Regions from separate parts of the Mus musculus genome. Here all the other regions are linked to region 2. A link is a contact called in public Hi-C data. All regions are on one chromosome and are shown on one strand. The core of a region is the stretch at or near the end of the contact, and the rest is flanking DNA. Distances in the headings are between cores, read along the strand shown. Region 1 has its middle 320 kb from the start of Gm22828. Region 2 has its middle 7.3 kb from the start of Mir6370. Region 3 has its middle 63 kb from the start of 4930524B17Rik.

Region 1 (3,975 bases), core at 751-3,250, 400 kb after region 2:
ACAGAGGAATGGATACAAAAAATGTGGTACATTTACACAATGGAGTACTACTCAGCTATTAAAAAGAATGAATTCATAATATTCCTAGGCAAATGGTTGGACCTGGAGGGCATCATCCTGAGTGAGGTAACCCAATCACAAAAGAACTCAAATGAAATGTACTCACTGATAAGTGGATATTAACCCAGAAACTTAGTATAGCGAGATATAAGGTACAATATGTAAAACATATGAAACTGAAGAAGAACGAAGACCAAAGTGTGGACACTTTGCTCATTCTTAGAATTGGAAACAAGCACCCATGGAAGGAGTTACAGAGACAAAGTTTGGAGCTGAGACAAAAGGATGGTCCATCTAGAGACTGCCATATCCAGGGATCCATCCCATAATTAGCCTCCAAGCAATGACACCATTGCATACACTAGCAAGCCTTTGTTGCAAGGACAGTGATATAGCTGTCCCTTGTGAGACTAGGCCGGGGCCTAGCAAACACAGAAGTGGATGCTCACAGTCAACTATTGGATGGATCACAGGGCCCCCAATGGAGGAGCTAGAGAAAGTATCCAAGGAGCTAAAGAGATCTGCAACCCTATCGGAGGAACAACGTTATGAACTAACCAGTACCCCAGAGCTCTTGACTCTAGCTGCATATGTATCAAAAGATGACCTATTCGGCCATCACTAGAAAGAGAGGCCCATTGGTCAGGCAAATGTTATATGCCCCAGTACAGGGGAATGCCAGGGCCAAAAAATGGGAATGGGTGGGTAGGGGAGTGGGGGGGGGGACTTTTAGGATAGCAGTGGAAATGTAATTGAAGAAAATACGTAATAAAAAAAGAAAAAAAAACAAATAAAACAAACAAACAAACAAACAACCCACAAAAAACCAAAAAAAAAAAAAAAAAAAAAAAAAAAAAAAAAAAAAAGAAAGAAAGAAACTGTCTTGAGAAATAACCCTCACAATTACCAGGTATTCCTCGTGACTCCTGTGACTTTGCACTTACTTGTGACTCTTAACTGGTATTTTTGGTATTTTCCAACAACGCCCTTCCCACCTCCTTGAGTTGTGGTATCTTCCTTTAAATACCCCCTGACCCAGCTACTCAGTGTGCCACGGTCCTCTACCCCTGGGTGGTGTATGACCGTGGGCGGGAGAGAGCTCTTGAATAAAAATCCTCTTGCAGTTTGCAGCAAGACCGTTTCTTGTGGGTGATTTTGGGGTGTCACCTCTCCTGAGTCAGAACGTGGGGGAGTCCTCACATTATGGGTCTTTCAATACCAATCCAAGAATCAAAAATCCAGAGTAAACTAGAATATGTAAGAGAAATGACACCAGAGAAAATTGCATATTTGGTTAAAAGGTAACAGGTACTATTATAAATATTACATTGAGCATGTATTCCATCTGAATACAAATTTGATGAAATGGAAAGATTTCTTATAGTAAATATTTAAAGTTATTTTTAAAAAATTAGACTGCTTACAACCTACTTCATTAAATATGTTGCACATGTAAGTTGATAGCATCCTAAGAGTAAAGTTAGATGACTTAACCATAGATGGCTGCCGAAGATATTACAGAAAGATAATGTCACTTCTATATAAAGCTTTATAAACACAGATATCAAAATGGAGTTCTAATTATTATGAGTCCATTAATACATTGACTGTAAAATTATAGAGGAGTATTAACCCTAAAAGTAAACACAAAAATTCATGTTTTAATAAATAAAACCAAGGTAATTAAGAATTAAAAAATAACTTCAATATTTCAATACCGAATGAGGCTTATCTCATAAGATGTTGTTGTTTTAACACTTGAATAAAATACATCACAATAGAACATTTCATGAGGACTTCATTTTGAATGATAGAATCTTCACTCTTTATTTGGGTGATTACTTCAATATCACTATGATACTTTCATAAAACCTATAGACCATATTGCCCAATGTATGACTAACTCTATGTAATCATACTTCAGTATGTCTTACTAAAATTGTGTTTGTCAAATTGAAATATGAAATATGTTAAGAAATATATTCTAATTATGCATTCAGGGATATCTTGATGTGGATGTTTTTGATATTTTATTTAAGTGGTCTGTACTTTACTCCTTTTTCTGATTCAAAATTTAATTTTGAGTAGCAATTAATCAAACATTCTCTTTGTTGGGGTATAAAACTGAACACAGTGTTTTCTGCCATAAATCTCTTGTCCATATGGTAAAGGTACAATATTGGCACTGAAACCTGGTGTCCATCTGGACAGAGATACATTTCCTACATGAGGCAAAACTTTCAAAATCAGCCATCTGTTTTTATGCAATTTTCCAAAAACTTGTAAATAAAATAATATGAACATGAAACAAAAGTGATCACAAAGATAATGGATCATTTACTTGACACAGTAAATGGTCTTTCAAAACATGCTGAATATTGTCAAACGGCTTTTGTAACTTTGAAGGTATAAATGCTATTTACTGTGAGAACAGCAATAGTGAATGAGTACATCATCAGTCCAAAGTTATCATATTAATGCTCAATTATCTTTCTTTTAATTAGTCATCCCTGATTTATACCGACCCAGCTTTTTGTTTACCAAAAGTATCCACAGTGCCATTTGCATGTGTATTTTTCCCCGAGGATTGCTAAGTGATTGGATATATTCATAAAGTGCATTGCTTATGATAAATTTATAGCATATATAAGTAAATGATATTTTCAAGTGATAATGTGAAATAATATACACATTGAAGTCATCTATTTGGCAGCCCAAATTCTGTGCCTTGTGTCACTTTACGCAGACCACTATTCTCTCCTTAATTATCACTACTGTGAAAGAAGACTAGTAAGCCCAGCTTCTGTAGAGATTAAATTTATCATGACAAAGTCCTATTGAGTTGGGCATTAAACAAAGCACTGTAGGTGGGGTGGCTTAAAACTACATGAATTAATATTCCACAATTCTTGAATCTGAAAGTATAGGAACAAAATTTCAGCATGGCTGAATTCAAGAGACAGTTGCCACATTACAGTCTCCTAATTTATACTATGTTCACATGGCAGAAAGAGTGTATGGTATCACTATAGGCCTTTATAAAAACATTGTAATCATTTTGTAGACTTCACTACATCAACTAACTATATATTAACCAACTTCAAAATACTTTCTTATAAAAAATAGTGTTTCACACATGTTGGGGTATACATTAAGCCTATTGCAGTATGTCAGATCATTATTTGTCATAACAATGTTTTGCTATTGAATATACTTTAGAGTACTTGTTTTCCATATAAGGCTTAATGGATACGGAATGTTAGTAAAAAAAAAAAAAAGTTTGTGATTGCTAATCTAATCATGTACATACAGGCTTTTATCCAAGGATCATGCTCTCATGGTTCCTGAGGGAAGCAACTATCCCAGTCAACATGTAATGTATTATGCATATGTATTCATCGCCCTAAACTGTATTCAACACAAAGAGGTGCACCGTGGTGTTTGAGTACCTTCTAGAGTGGTTCATGTCACTAGGCAGACGAGTTCCATTCTCTGTGCTCCAAGATTGCATTGGAAGTCATCCAGGTAACCTTAGCTCAGCTGGATCTGAAATCCCCTTGTGTGTCATCAGTGCATCTGCTGCTGACTCCCCTACAGAGTGACGATGTGACTGAGTGCTGAACATTTTTGTAGAACATGCAAGGGCAGAAATGCATCAGATTTAGTGATGTGGACTTGATCTATAATTGACAATTCTGGGAAAATTTAGTCTACTGAGTTTATGAACTCAGTTGGAGAAGCACAACAATTTTAAAGTAAAGAATCATTCTGAAACCCCAAAAGAAAAACTGCTCATTAATCACGGGAGACTGAGGATTAACTTCTTTGCCTAGACAAGCCATATCTATTCTAGCTTGTCTGTCCATGAGCCACTGGTTTCTTCAATTTATAAAATAAATAAATGAATGTGTGTTT
Region 2 (4,505 bases), core at 751-3,250:
GTTGTTAGTGGTGAAACTATGTTTGTGTGGCTACCTTCTTTTGCATTTGGTGAAAGAAGATTACTTTCTTGCTTTTTCTGGGGTGTACTTTCCCTCCTTGTATTGGAGATTTCCATCTATTATCCTTTGTAGGGCTGGGTTATAGATCTATATAAATTATTTATATTATATTGGTTTAATAATAATAAGTGGTGCCTATAAGAAAATTATCCATTTAGAATTTCCAGTTTTCTGGAATATAGGTTTTTAAAGTATATTCTTGTGATTTCTCTGGATTTCCTGGTGTCTATTGTTATGTCCCCATTCTTGTTTTTGAGTTTATTAATTTGGATAATCCTTATGTCTCTTTTAGTAATTTTGGAAATTTTCTCTTTCATTTCTTGTATTCTGTTGGTGAAGCTTGCCTTTGTAGTTTCTGTTTGCATTTCTAAATATTTTATTGCCAGGATTTCCTCAGTTTGTCTTTGTTTGAATTCTCCTTTCTTTCTTTCTTTCTTTCTTTCTTTCTTTCTTTCTTTCTTTCTTTCTTTCTTTCTTTCTTTCTTTCTTTCTTCCTTCCTTCCTTCCTTCCTTCCTTCCTTCCTTCCTTTCTTTCTTTCTTTCTTTCTTTCTTTCTTTCTTTCTTTTATCTTTATTTTTCTGCCCAGTTGTTATCTCCCTCCTGTTCTGCTTTTTGACTGTTCCTCATTCCATACCTTCTTGCCCATCTCCAAGATGTCAGCACACCCACACCCTAATCCCTCCAGATCTCCCCACTTCCTGGGGATTCAAGCCTCTAAATGGTTAAGTGCATCTTCTCTAAATGGGTCCAGTTCTGGCAGTCCTCTGCTGTGTATGTGTTAAGGGCCTTATATGAACTGGTTTATGCTGTCTGTTTGGTGGCTCAGTGTCTGAGAAATCTCAGGAGTCCAGGTTAGTTGAGACTGCTGGTCTACCTATAGGGTCACCCTCCTCAGATTCTTCCAGCTTTTTTCCAATTCAACCATAGGGGCCCCTGATTTCTGTCCCTTGGTTGGGTGTAAGCATCTGCATCTGACTCTTTCAGCTGCTTGTTGGGTCTTTGGAGAGCAGTCATGCTTGTGTTTTCTTTATTGCTTCTATTTGCATTTTTGGGCCTTGAACGGTTTTATTTGTTTTCTTCAACTGTTTGGTTTCATTTTGGCATCTTTAGGGGATTTATGCATTTCCTCCAATTGTTTGTTTGTGTTTTCTTGGATTTCCTTGAGATTTATTTTCTTGTTAAGGAGCTTTATCATCTTCATATAGTTAGTTTTAAGGCTGATTTTTGTTTGTCAACTGTGTTGGAATATTCAGGGCCGCCTAGGGTGAGATAGCTGGAATATGGTGGATCTATATTGCACTGGCTGTTATCGATTCATTTCTTATGCTGGTGTCTAGTCATCTAGGTTTGAGTGATAACAGAATTAGTCTAGCTGGATGGGGCTTTTGTTTCATGGTTTCTATTTCCTCTGGGATATTCAGAGAAGGTGTTGGCTGAATGTTGCTTTTGTTGTTGTTGTTGTTGTTTTGTTTTTTTTTTTGTTTTGTTTTGTTTTTTGTCTTATTGTTTGTTTTTTTTTTTCGAGACAGGGTTTCTCTGTATAGCCCTGACTGTCCTGGAACTCACTTTGTAGACCAGGCTGGCCTCTAACTCAGAAATCCGCCTGTCTCTGCCTCCCAAGTGCTGGGATTAAAGGCTTACGCCTCCACCACCGCCTGCCTGAATGTTGCTTTTTGTACCTTCATTTTCACTGGTGTGTTTATGTTTGTGGAGGAATATTTGCTGCGGTTGGAGGAAGGGGAACTAGGCAAAGGAAGATGGTATGTGGGATCCACAGTAGGCATGCACACTGGGGCACAGGGTAGGATGGGAGAGGTCTCGTTGGTGTTTTATTACAGTGCTAGGGTGTTCCTGAGAATTTGTTCTAGGGTAACAGAGAATCTATAGGTCAGAGTGCAGCCTACTGGATCTGTCAGGTCTGGCATATGGTTGAGCAGGTGGTGTCTACTCACTGGGAGTTGGAACATAGCAATGAGATGATAAGGAGAGAGTTGGGGGAGGGGTGGTCTGTGTGATCAATAGGAAGTGTGGAAAGGGGAGAAAGGAAGCTGCAGCTGGTGCTCTATTGCAGTGTTGTGATTGATTGAGAATTGGGTCTTGGGTAGCAGAGTAGGGAAAGTCCAAGTTTCTTCTTTAGGTTCTCCTTCTCCTCAGCCTCCAGTGGGAATTATTTGAAGCATATTATAAGGTTCCTCATTTTATAGGTTGGCATAATGGTCATCTAATTAAAGCACTGTTTCTCCATTATTTTCACAACCATGTTAAAATAGAATATTGCCCCTCCTTAACATCATACGGAGCTGTTTATAGCCACAATACACAAAATAAGCCATTTAACTTCAGTTTAATTTTCCCTGAAGTGAATCTTAAGGGTTCTTTGGAAAGTCAGTTGTGTTGGATAGTGTTTTGCTGGGGCAAATATGTGAAAGAGTGTTTTTCTGAAGTGGACACAGTTGAAAGGCTAACATGCACTTATGAAGAAGTCACAAGAGAAAGGATGTTCTACTAAAACAAACATGTGAAAGAACATGTGATGAAACATTTTTCATAAACAGTCACAAATGCTGAGGCAAAAACAGTGGAGGACATACAATGTTTGGACGTTATAAATAAGAAAACAAAACAAAACCAAACCAAACCAAACCTCAGTGAACAGTGAAGGAGGCTGAGCTTGGCTTGCTTATAGAGCTAGCTGTACAACCCTTGCTGGTCTCATGTCTTCTTTGGTCTTTGTTTCCCTGAGAGAGGCACAGCTGAAAGCTTCTAGCTTCCCTCCTGAAGCCTCCTTCTGACTTGTACCAAAGCTGAGGCCTAGCTGTCTCTGCTATGTCATGCCACTTCTGTTTCTAACGAACTGGATTGTTGGTATATCCTTGAAGTGTTTGCAAGTGGATCAAGCTGCAGCTGCTGACCTGTGAACTGAACTGCTGATTTATCGTGTACAGATGTGACTTGCTCCAAAGAACCACTTCCCCAGTATACTTTCCACTACCTCTGTTGAGTAGTGAACTAAAAGAGAGCTAAAGGCGTATAAGAACTGTCATTAAAAGTGGGCTTTGAAAAAATTATAGATACAGTTCCCAGAAAGGGCTCAACTATCCTTTAGTTAACTGGCAAAATTAACCTACCCTTTTCATACTCCAATCACTTGTTTTGTTTTGTTTGTATTTTTCTAACTACCTTCATGGCCCAAGACCTATTATCAAAGAACATGCCCAAAAATTATATTCCCAATATTCATCACGATTAAAATAATGACTCATTTTCATTTAAAACATAAATTTATACTTTACCAAGATTACTTGAGAAGACTGTCTAAAGAATGCATTTACTAGCTTTTCTTTGCTACAGTAAGAGTTGGGCTATTTATAAACTAGAGATTTGTCTAAGTAGCCAAGGTACATGAGTCTACAAAACTCTAATATGTATTTACCCTTAGAACTGACCTTTCTTTCCTACACAAATTGAAATTAATAGTGTAAAAATTTGCTAAATCAGTTAGAGTGAGAACACTCGTTCAGAGTCACTGACTTTCTCTTTTTACTCTTTTTATCAACTTTAATCAAATTCATTTTGTACAATTCACTGCCCTGGTAGCTTGCAGACCCTTTGTCTTATTGGAAGAACTGATTCTTCGGTGATGAATATTCATTCAACTATCCTTATCCTGTTATAAAAAAAATCCAATTATACTGAGTGTTTATCTTTTAAAACATGTGTTTTTAACTATCACATGAATGTCTTGCTTGGTTTGTAAAGTTTAGATTAGGGAGACAGGTAAATACACCTCGTGTACTCATGCCTGATTCTAATGTTCATTTGTGAAAGAAGAAGATGAGGACTTTTTTCTCCATTTTAAATTAGAAGCCATTTGGCACCTGTCTTCATGTAGTTACTTACCTCTTAGTTTTAATTCTTAAAGGCATCTAAATTGTTTTTCCCATTTGGGGGGTTGTTCACATGATCAGAAAAAAAAGAGATTATCTTTAATAGTATTAAGTTGGAAACAGTGGTGTGAATTAAACTGCATACAGAATATTTGTCGTCAAGAGAATGTGAAGCATTGAAGAATCCCGTAATTCGTGAATATTAGTATTTTCTCTAATATTCTGATCATTTTTCAAATGTATTTTTATTTATTTAGTTTTGAGACAGGTTCTCACATAGATCCTCTCAGTCTTGTTCTCACTATATATCTGAGAGATGACCTTGAACTTTTACTTTCTTGCCTCTAATTCCCTTGTCCTGTACTTATAATTTTGTGCAACTATACCCATGTTTTGAGTACAAGTATCCAAATTAGGATATATAAGTATGATTAAGTGTACATGATTTGCACAAATATATGATAGTTGAGGGTAGATATTTCTACTACTAAATATATAAAATCTAAAGATAAGATAAATATGGTTTTTTTAACCGTTGACAAACAATATGAAGTTCT
Region 3 (4,024 bases), core at 69-2,568, 330 kb before region 2:
TATCCAACAAAAATTATTTAAAAGAAAACAAACAAACAAACAAACAGAACAAATCGATTTGAATTTTTATTCAGATTTAGGCCTTGAAATAATTTTAGCCCAATGGAAAAATTTTAAACTCAATACATAAAAGTTCCCTATGTATTCACATAGGTTCCACTGAGATTAGAGAAGTTCATCAGATCTTTACTGTATCTAAACTGCTCAGGAATGGGTGGTCCAAGCTATTAAAGACCTAGTGAGATGACACTACTAGATCTTTCTTTCTTTCTTTCTTTCTTTCTTTCTTTCTTTCTTTCTTTCTTTCTTTCTTTCTTTCTTTCTTTCTCTCTCTCTCTCTTTCTCTCTCTCTCTCCCTCCCTCCCTCCCTCCCTCCCTCCCTCCCTCCCTCCCTCCCTCCCCCCTCCCTCCCTCCCTCCCTCCTCTCTCTCTCTCTCTCTCTCTCTCTCTCTCTCTCTCTCTCTCTTTCTTTTTTTCTTTTTTTCTTTTTTCTTTTTTGGGGTTTTCAAGACAGGGTTTCTCTGTGTAGCCCTGGCTTTACTGGAACTCACTGTGTAGATCAGGTTGCCTTGAACTCAGAAATCCACCTGCCTCTGCTTCCCAAGTGCTTGGATTAAAGGAATGTGCCACCACTGCCTGGCGGTGCTACATATTTTTAAACTACTTTTATACCATAGCTGGTTTTAGAGTGTTACAGAATACAGAATATATATGCAAATGTGCTAAATTATGAACATATATTTACCATATTCATTAAGCCCAAATATTAAGAATATGCAATGCATTTGCTGAGAAAATAGCTCATTCTGATATCTGGAGAAGAGCCTTACTGTCTATATAATCTCCATTCCACTGTCCATTTTGATACTTCTTCTTTAGGACCTTTAGGGGCTTATAAATTTGTAGTAAGCCATATAATTTTTAAAAAAATACACATTTTCACACTATTACATAATGTGCATACAAACATTTTTTGTTTATGTTTCTAGTCTAATTTTTTTCTAAGTAGTCTAAAAAACAAAATCATGGTTACAATTTTTTAAGAAATTTGATGTGCATGAAATTTTATTCAAAAGGAGAGAAAAATAAAATATCAAGAGATACAAGGAAGAAAGCTCAGGCAATATTGGGTGCTATGGTTTTTCAAAGCAATTTGGCTCTCACTGTGAAAGACACTGGGACCTTCGGAGACACTTCAGCAGATGGGCAACATGATTTCAGCTATTTCTTTTAAATGAACAGTGCCAGCTGCCATGTTGAGAAGAGACTGTTGGGGCATATTTAGGATGCTATTACAGCAACCCAGGTAAGAAATGGCAGTGTCTTGCTTGACCAGAAGGTTAACAAGATAAGCCAATGGCTCAGGCACAGCTATGTGGCTGATAGAGGACTGAATGTCTTGTAGTTGTCTGTCCAGGGAAAGCTGTTAATATAAGAGTAACTGAAGGAGTAAGATGAAAGAGAAAAATGGGATCGTTATAAAGACAGGAAGCATGATGAAAATGCCAACCACATAAAGAAAAGTTATGTAAATTAAAGAATTGGAAGGGGAAAAAATAGAAGAAATTAGCCACAGGAAAATTCCAATTAGGAAGCAAAAACTTCAGCATGAGTACCATTTAGGAAGCCAGCATACTTTAATTAAAATTGATGGGTGCTCTTGTGCATTACCATGGCTCCAGTCAGGCCCATCTGTCTGGGTGGTATGGCTGCCATCTAAGAAATGTGCCAGATTCACAGGCCACAGGTGCCAACCCAAAATAATTTTAAAGATTACTTCGAGCAGGTAGAAAGAAACCAGAAATAGCACAGTCACCTTAGGGACATTTCACTGTGAGTTTGGTACAATTTTGTAATTCTATGAAAAAATTTAAAGTGTGTTCAGTTTAGACACTGAGCTAATTCGATCTCTTGTGACCCATGGAAAGTGCTTAAATGTATTTGCAGTTTCCACTAGCCCATGCCATTTTCAGAATTTCTAATGTTCATGGCATTGTGTAATAAAAATATACCAATATCTCCAATATATATATATATATATATATATATATATATATATATATATATATATAATAGCAATCAAGTCTTCTTGTTTTCAATACATAAAAATAATATGTTTCTCTACTTTTCAATACTAATTTTTGTATTTTTCTAATACCATCAATTAACATACTATTTTTGTGGATTGAAAGCTAAAAGATATGACAACATGATGTCTTTTGCTAACCTAATGAGAAATTAAAGTATTTGTTTTGAGTGTAATAGATGCTCTGACAGTTATGTAAGCTGTAACTACAGCTATAACCTCTGTTATTTTTTGGAGAAAGGAGTTTCCTTGTGCATAGTTCCTGCTTCTTGCCCCATTCACTACTGTTTTATTTCTCTTCTTCCGTGATAATGTCACCACAGTTCCTGGCTAATTCTTCCTGTTAGACCATTGTTAAAACTACTCAGAATTCAGACAAACAAACATAGGAAAGTATGTTTTATCTTTATTAAGATGTCAATAAATCACTCCAGACAGCTCAACATAAACACACACAGACACACACATATACACATTCAAGAACACACACACATATACACAGACACATACACATGTACACACACAGACACACACAGACACATATAAACACACACACCCAGAGATACACACTCAGAGAGAGACAGAGACAGAGTAAAACAGAGAGACAGAGACAGAGTAAGAGAGACACAGAGTAAACTCTTTTTTATTTAATTTAATTGTATTTTTATTAGGTATTTTCCTTGTTTACATTTTCAATGCTATCCCAAAAGTCCGCCATACCCACCCCACAATGCACTACCCACCCACTTCCCCGTTTTGGTCCTGGGGTTCCCCTGTACTGGGGCATATAGAGTTTGCAAGTCCAATGGGCCTCTCTTTGCAATGATGGCCAACTAGGCAATCTTTTGATACATATGCAGCTAGAGTCAAGAGATCCGGAGTATTGGTTAGTTCATAATGTTGTTCCACCTATACGGTTGCAGTTCCCTTTAGCTCCTTGGGTAATTTCTCTAGCTCCTCCATTGGGGGCTGTGTGACCCATCCAATAGCTGACTGTGATCATCCACTTCTGTGTTTGCTAGGCCCCGGCATAGTCTCACAAGAGACAGCTATATCTGGGTCCTTTCAGCAAAATCTTGCTAGTGTATGCAATGGTGTCAGCGTTTGGGAGTTGATTATGGGATGGATCCCTGCATATGGCAATCAATAGATGGTCCATCCTTTCGTCACAGCTTCATATTTTGTCTCTGTAATTCCTTCAATGGGTATAGTTCCCATTTCTAAGAAGGGGCAAAGTGTCCACACTTTGGTCTTCGTTCTTCTTGAATTTCATGTGTTTAGCAAATTGTATCTTATATCTTGGGTATCCTAAGTTTCTGGACTAATATCCACTTATCAGTGAGTACATATTGTGTGAGTTCCTTTGTGTTTGGGTTACCTCACTCAGGATGATGCCCTCCAGGTCCATCCATTTGCCTAGGAATTTCATAAATTCATTTTTTTAATAGCTGAGTAGTATTCCATTGTGTGAATGTACCACATTTTCTGTATCCATTCCTCTGTTGAGGGGCATCTGGGTTCTTTCCAGCATCTGGCTATTATAAATAAGGCTGCTATGAACATAGTGGAGCATGTGTCCTTCTTACCGGTTGGGACATCTTCTGGATATATGCCCAGAAGAGGTATTGCTGGATCCTCCAGTAGTACTATGTCCAATTTTCTGAGGAACCGCCAGACTGATTTCCAGAGTGGTTGTACAAGCGGCAATCCCACCAACAATGGAGGAGTGTTCCCCTTTCTCCACATCCTCGCCAGCATCTGCTGTGACCTGAGTTTTTGATCTTAGCCATTCTGACTGGAGTGAAGTGGAATCTCAGGGTTGTTTTGATTTGCATTTCCCTGATGATTAAGGATGTTGAACATTTTTTCAGGTGCTTCTCTGCCATTCGGTATTCCTCAGGTGAGAATTCTTTGTTCAGCTCTGAGCCCCATTTTTTA

The links. Hi-C and Micro-C count contacts between places; a contact is called where the count stands out from the background.
Region 1: a Hi-C map of cerebellar granule neurons shows a contact between it and region 2, with 2.3 times the contacts expected there. The contact joins two enhancer-like sites.
Region 3: a Hi-C map of cerebellar granule neurons shows a contact between it and region 2, with 2.6 times the contacts expected there. The contact joins two enhancer-like sites. A contact is called at or near these places in 4 of 484 Hi-C or Micro-C datasets (brain, cerebellar granule neurons and cerebellum).

Annotation. Positions count from the first base shown.
Region 1 is chr6:19,942,296-19,946,270 of GRCm38.p6, forward strand. No RefSeq gene overlaps it. Among named protein-coding and RNA genes, the nearest start is that of Gm22828, 320 kb to the left of the region's middle. Within about 2 kb of position 2,001, at least 2 of the 459 cell types and tissues checked have an H3K27ac peak or open chromatin away from gene starts, as enhancers often do. A contact at or near this core is called in cerebellar granule neurons, where this site is marked.
Region 2 is chr6:19,545,786-19,550,290 of GRCm38.p6, forward strand. No RefSeq gene overlaps it. Among named protein-coding and RNA genes, the nearest start is that of Mir6370, 7.3 kb to the right of the region's middle. Within about 2 kb of position 2,001, at least 1 of the 459 cell types and tissues checked has an H3K27ac peak or open chromatin away from gene starts, as enhancers often do. A contact at or near this core is called in cerebellar granule neurons, where this site is marked.
Region 3 is chr6:19,213,628-19,217,651 of GRCm38.p6, forward strand. No RefSeq gene overlaps it. Among named protein-coding and RNA genes, the nearest start is that of 4930524B17Rik, 63 kb to the right of the region's middle. Within about 2 kb of position 1,319, at least 2 of the 459 cell types and tissues checked have an H3K27ac peak or open chromatin away from gene starts, as enhancers often do. A contact at or near this core is called in cerebellar granule neurons, where this site is marked.